Regions from separate parts of the Sus scrofa genome. Here region 2 is linked to region 1. Evidence: chromatin contacts called from public Hi-C data. All regions are on one chromosome and are shown on one strand. The core of a region is the stretch at or near the end of the contact, and the rest is flanking DNA. Distances in the headings are between cores, read along the strand shown. Region 1 has its middle 23 kb from the start of TFRC. Region 2 has its middle 5.3 kb from the start of TNK2.

Region 1 (3,115 bases), core at 170-2,669:
TAGATAGTTTTGAGCTTTTATATTAGAAAAACATTTCCCTCTAAGCCACAACTGTCTACTGGAACTTTCTGCAGTGATGGAAATACTATTTTCTGCTGCCCAATAGCCTGTAGCTATATATTGCTATTGAGTACTTGAAATGTGATCCGTGTGTCTGAGGAATTGAATTTTTATTAAATAATTTAAATTTGGTCACATGTGACTATGGATACTGTATTAAACAGTGTATCTCCAAGCACTATTTTACCTGCATCCGTAGATTTTGTTATATTTAAATTAAAAATATTTTCTAATTTTTCTTGTGAATTCGTCTTTACATAAATTATTTACAAATGTGCTATTCAATTTCCTGATATTTTAGGGGTTTTCTGTCTTGTTACTGATTTCTAATTTAATTCCATTCTGATTAGAGAATACACCACGTATAATTTCAATACTCTTCAACTTAAGACTTATTAAGTGGTTCAAATCTTTTGTCCTGAATTGTCTCGTTATTCTATTAATTGCTAGGGAGTGGGTGTTAAAATCTGTGGCAGAATTATCTTTCTCCCCACAATTCCATAAATGTTTAATTCATATATTTTAAGGCTGTCATGCAGTTCACATACATATATCTTCCCAATGAATTGTCTCTTTTTATCATCATGAAATATTCCTATTTTTATCTACGGTAATATCTTTTTATCTGGTGTTTATACAGCCACTCTAGTCTAATTATGTGCATTTGCATGTTCTATTTCTTTCCATCTTTTGACTTTCAACTCACCTGTGTTTTTAAAGTGTTTCTTGTAGGCAGCATTTAAATGGGCCAAGAAAAAAAAAAAAAAAAAGACAACTCAGTGTTCAAGATTTATTAAATTAGATGAGGAATTCCCACACTGGTGCACATACCAGCTTGTATACAGTTATAAGGGCATATCACTTGTTTACAAAGATACAGCTGAGCAGTAAGTTGGCAAGTCTAATAAGCCATCTTTAGCCAACTAAAATGTCAAGATCAAAAGTAAACAGTAAAGGTCATGCAAGTTCTAGAATAATGAATCATGACAAAGCTCACTCATTTGATTCTTTACCTTTGAAATGCACATGACATCTAAAACCAGAAAAATCTAAAGACTGGAAGGTTGTAATAGTCAAATATACATTTCATTCAGGAATATTAAAGCCTTTTACCACTTACCAACTTGTTTGATTGGAAAAATCTCGATCCTAACTATAGAAAAGAGTTTTTTGGAAGAGATTTACTGCTGTAAAATGCATGCCTGTTATTCATATTATGCCTTGAAGTCATTGAGCTTTCATTAAAGTATGATAAAGCACAACAGTTAAACCAGGAATCCCAACTATGACCTTTCACTCACCTACACTAAATATCAGTTTAAGATAAAACACTAAAGACTAAAATAGACTGTGAGTAGTGAAACAAATCAGTGAGGCTGTAATAATCCAGATCTATTTTAAGGTTCTTGGTGTCACTTAAGTAAGTTAAGAGACAGTGGATTTCTTCTTAGGTGATAGGATTGAACTGCCTTTTAACAAACAGCTGATGATCAGGTTTATAACAATGGCTGACTAGAAAATAAAGTCCTAACTGATGTAGCCTCAAACTTATTTGTTCACATCTACATTTACCTTACAGCAACCAAATACTTACAGGGAGACATGATCAAAGACCCTTTTGCAAGCTTTGCCTTCCTACACCCTTTATTCCCTCCTCCCCCCAAACTCCTATACAAGTTTCCCCTGCTTGAAGCTAAAAGGTCAATTCTGAATTCAAACTTGTATGAACTAGGTTTATAAGGTTAACATGCAAATAAGGGGGTAAAGTTAAATTCATTTGACAACAGCAAACATTATAAATGTATGCTACTATCTTGCTGAACAGAAGACTCGGGAAAACCACAAATATAACAAAACACAACATTAAGCTTAAAAACAAAGAATCTGGAAGTAATTTTACAGTGGTTGAAGTTATCCACCAAATGCTTAATGACCACAAAATGTTTCTGCATCTAAAACTAAAAGAATTATAGGGAGCTGGGAATACATGTTAGATACTAACGATCTTCAAGCTTTGAAGATGTCATTGCATGAAGAAAATTATGGGAAACACTGTTCCCGATAATTACGTACACCCTTAGTGTAACATATGGAGATCACTGTCTCCGATATAGACACTGTGGTAGGCAAAAACTACCTTGTTCTTTATACATTATGGAAGACACTGCTCCCGATAATGTGAGTTAGGTTTGTGACAAAGGTACTGGAAATTTTGCAAAATTCGAATTAAAGTTACACCTTGGAAAAATTGAGCTGTAAAATTTTGCACATAGGCATAGGATCACAGCCTTTAAGTGACATTAATTTATAAGTTGGTCACAATTCACTGCACTTAAGAGAACTGCCATTTTTTTCTGGTTAGCTAAATAGAAATCTGATTTGATTAGCACTGACTAATTAATTCTTCTCCAAGACTTAGCTTATAATTTTATTTGGCTTGCGGCTGTTTTCTAACACTCTCAAGTGTTGACCATAAATGCAAAACTTCCAGTATCTGTTGGGTTTTACTAGCAGATGCTGCTTTTATTTAAAAAAAAAAAAACGACAGTATAACTGTCATAATTATGGAAGGCACTGCTTCCGATAATTATCTTCTATAAAAAAAACACCATTTATAGTGAACTCTGTCACTGATAAATAAACAATAAATATCTCAGTGCCAAAATGACAGGAAGCTTTACCAAAAACTTAACACTTTGGCCAAAATTTGGCAGTGTGTTCTTTAAAGTCTGACAAACTGAGTTTGAAATTAAACACCGAAAACTGGCTCTCCTTCAAAATACCTTGGAAAAAACAAAAAACAAAATAAAGTTCTATGGGACAAGCAACAGAGGAAAAGAAAATACACTAGGTCTTTGGCTTCTGGTCTCCTCTTTTCATAATCTTGAGGTTAACACATTAAGGCCTCACTCCTGCGCTAAACAGTTGAACATCATTTTATGCAGCTGAAGGATCTCTATTTCAGACCCTCAGCTGGCAAGAAAACAAGTTCTGACTCTTCTGAAAGTGAACTGTTTTGCTTGGGGATGTGGAAACCAGCCTGTATCCTCTTAAA
Region 2 (3,115 bases), core at 381-2,880, 77 kb before region 1:
TCCCCGGACAGACCCCCTCCACCCTACCATATCTTCTACCTGCCTCTTGTCTGCAGACGAATTTCAGCCTCCTAGGCCTTCCCCAGTTTCCAAAGAATAAGTTTAATTTGAGAAGTGGAAAAAATGCAGAAAGAAAGAAAACAGTCATGCAAGACAGAATAGTATTAGTTGAACCACCAAAGTCAAAGACCTTTAGTTCCTCCTCAAGACCTATAGATAATAACCTGAGCCATAGCCTTTGAGCTGTTTTGCAGACTGAAAGCCCCACCAGGTGGAAGAAGTTAACTCTCTGCCACCGACAAGCAGGTAGACACTCACCCCAGACCAGCTGAAACCAGAAGGTTGATGATGTTGACTCCCAATTACATCACCACCGACCAATCAGAAGGATGTCCACGAGCTGATCACGCACACGGCAACCCCGCCCCCAACTCTGTCTTGAAAAACCTTTCCCTGAAAGCCATCAGAGAGTAGGGTCTTTTAAGCACTCTGTGGGGGCTCCTTGCTTGGCACCCATCAATCAAGGCTGCGCTTTCTCTCACTCCAACCCAGCGTCCGTAGGTTGGCTTTACTGTGCATGGGTGAAGGGACCCAAGTTTGGTCCAGTAATTAGTAAAGATCTGGTTTTTGTGATATTTTTGTTTCACTATATAAAATGTGGGCACCCTACGTCTCGATATAAAATCTGTTTCTTTCTCTAGGTCTTAAGCTAAAACTTCTGAAGGCCCGTTGTCCAACTGGAGAAAGTTGTGGAAGCTGTGGTTCAAGCCAGGGCAATGAGCATGAGTGAAGCAGAACAATAAATAGGCTGACTAGACCAGACCAGCGCTTCTCAGCCTTCAGCATGCCACTGAACGACTGGGGCATCTTGTTGAAAGGGAGGTTCTGATTCAGCAAGCGGAGAAGGGGATGCTGAGATTCTGTGTTCCTGTCAAGTCCCTATGCTTTGAGTAGCAAGGCTTTGAATCCAAGAGATTCTCAATAATGCTGCACAGGAGAATCACGTGGGAGGCTTTTAAAAACCCTGCTACCCAGGCCCCACACCAGAACAATTTAATTGGAATCTCTGGGGTGGGGCTCAGCATCTGCAGTTCTTAAAAGCTCCCCAGGTGATTGCAATGTGCAACCGGAAATGGCAGCTGCAGGTTCCCCGGAGTAACCTTAGTGCAGAGAACAGTGCCTGAGCTGAGGTGGGAGGGAAGTGAGGTGTGGCGTCAGGGACTGGTGTCTGAGGAAAGATTTGACCAAGGGCAAAAGATTTCCTAGGACAAGACAATTTGCCTCTTAGTGGAGGTGAAGGGAGGGGTCTCTGATGGAATTCCTAGGCATGGGGCTATCTGCTAACCCAGGTCACATGTCCTGCCAGGACCTAGAACAGACCGTGCCTTCACCCTAATGAAACAAGTTAGAGCTCCCAGGAGCTTACTGGCAGCAGGGTTGCGGGTGGGGGTGGCTGGGCTCACATGCCCCGGCAGTTCAGACAGTTTCAAAACCTTCCTAGGGCGTTCCGAGAAGGTGCTGCCAGCTGCTCCCACGCGCCTCCCCCCTCTGCCCAGCCGGAGAAAGGGCCAGTGAGCCAAGAGATTACAAGCCCTTGGATCAACATGAGCGCTTCAGCATAAAGCGCCAGCGCCCTGGGTTCTGACGCCCCCTGGTGGACATCTAGAGTTGACATCGGTAACGGACAAACACGACCCTGTCCAGGTACACTTTTTTTAAATATAATTTTTAAAGGTTCCTTTACATTTACAGTTATTACAGAGTATCACTATATTCTTCATATTTACAATACACCCTTGAGCCTATATTACATCTAGTAGTTTGTACCTCCCTTTCCCCCACCTCTGAATTACCCCTCCCCCTCCTTGGGTTCTGTATAACCATTAGTTCTGTGTATCTGTGCGTTGGCTTCTTTTTTGTTTTATTCACTAGATGTATTTTTTAGATTTCCGCACGTAAGTGATATCATGCAGTATTTGTCTTTATCCATTTATTTGTTGATGAAGGTATTTTTTCCTTTTTTCGGCCTTGCAAAATTGGTAATTTATTATTAGTTTATTGACTATAGTTGGTTTACAACGTTAGTCTCCAGTGTGCATGCAGCAAAGTGATTCAGCTATACATACACATGCATTCTTTTTCAGGTTCTTTTCCATTCCAGTTTATACAGAATATTGAGTATAGCTCCCTGTGCTACACAGTAGGACCTGTTTATCCATTCTATACATAGTAATTTGTATCTGCTAATCCCAAACTCCCAATCCATCCCTTCCCCTACCCTTTCCCCTTTGATAACCATAAATTTGTTTTCTGTGTCTGTGAGTCTATTTCTGTTTCCTAAGTTCATTTGTACCATATTTACAGATTCCACATATAAGTGATACCATATGATATTTGTCTTTCTCTGACTTATTTTACTTAGTATGATAATCTCTATGTCCATCCATGTGTTACAAATTGTATTATTTCATTCTTTTTACTAATGAATAGTACTCCAGTGTGTGTGTATGTGTGTGTGTATACCACAACTTCTTTATCCATTCCTTAGTATGACAATCTCTAAGTCCATCCATGTTGTTACAAATGGCATTATTTCATTCCTTTTACTACTGAATAGTACTCCATTGTGTGTGTGCATGTGTGTGTGTGTGTGTGTGTGTGTGTATACCACAACTTCTTTATCCATTCCTCTGTTGATGGACATTTATGTTGCTTCCATGTCTTGGCTATTGTGAACAGTGCTGCTATGAATGTAGGGGTGCATGTATCTTTTCAAAAAAATTTTTAGGGCAGCACCCATGGCATACAGAAGTCCCCATGCTAGGGGTCAAATTGGAGCTACAATTGCTAGCCTACACCACAGCCAGATTGGAGCTGCGTCTGTGACCTATACCACAGCTCATAGCAACGCCAAATCCTTAACCCAGTGAGTGGGGCCAGGGATGAAACCTGCATCCTCATGGACACTAGTCGGGTTCATTACCACTGAGCTACAACAGGAACTCTGCCTCTATCTTTTCAAATTAGAGTTTTTGTCTTTTCCAGATGTATGCCCAGAGTGGAATTACTAGATCATATGATAACTTTATTTTTAGTTTTTTAAGAAACCTCCTTA

Evidence for each region. A called contact is a pair of places that touch in the nucleus more often than the background predicts.
Region 2: a Hi-C map of skeletal muscle shows a contact between it and region 1, with 4 times the contacts expected there. The contact joins two enhancer-like sites. A contact is called at or near these places in 2 of 5 promoter capture datasets (fetal liver and fetal skeletal muscle) and 1 of 47 Hi-C or Micro-C datasets (skeletal muscle).

What each region holds. Positions count from the first base shown.
Region 1 is chr13:133,998,000-134,001,114 of Sscrofa11.1, reverse strand. No RefSeq gene overlaps it. Among named protein-coding and RNA genes, the nearest start is that of TFRC, 23 kb to the right of the region's middle. Within about 2 kb of position 1,419, at least 2 of the 83 cell types and tissues checked have an H3K27ac peak or open chromatin away from gene starts, as enhancers often do. A contact at or near this core is called in skeletal muscle, where this site is marked.
Region 2 is chr13:134,075,381-134,078,495 of Sscrofa11.1, reverse strand. It overlaps the pseudogene LOC106505774. Among named protein-coding and RNA genes, the nearest start is that of TNK2, 5.3 kb to the left of the region's middle. Within about 2 kb of position 1,630, at least 15 of the 83 cell types and tissues checked have an H3K27ac peak or open chromatin away from gene starts, as enhancers often do. A contact at or near this core is called in skeletal muscle, where this site is marked.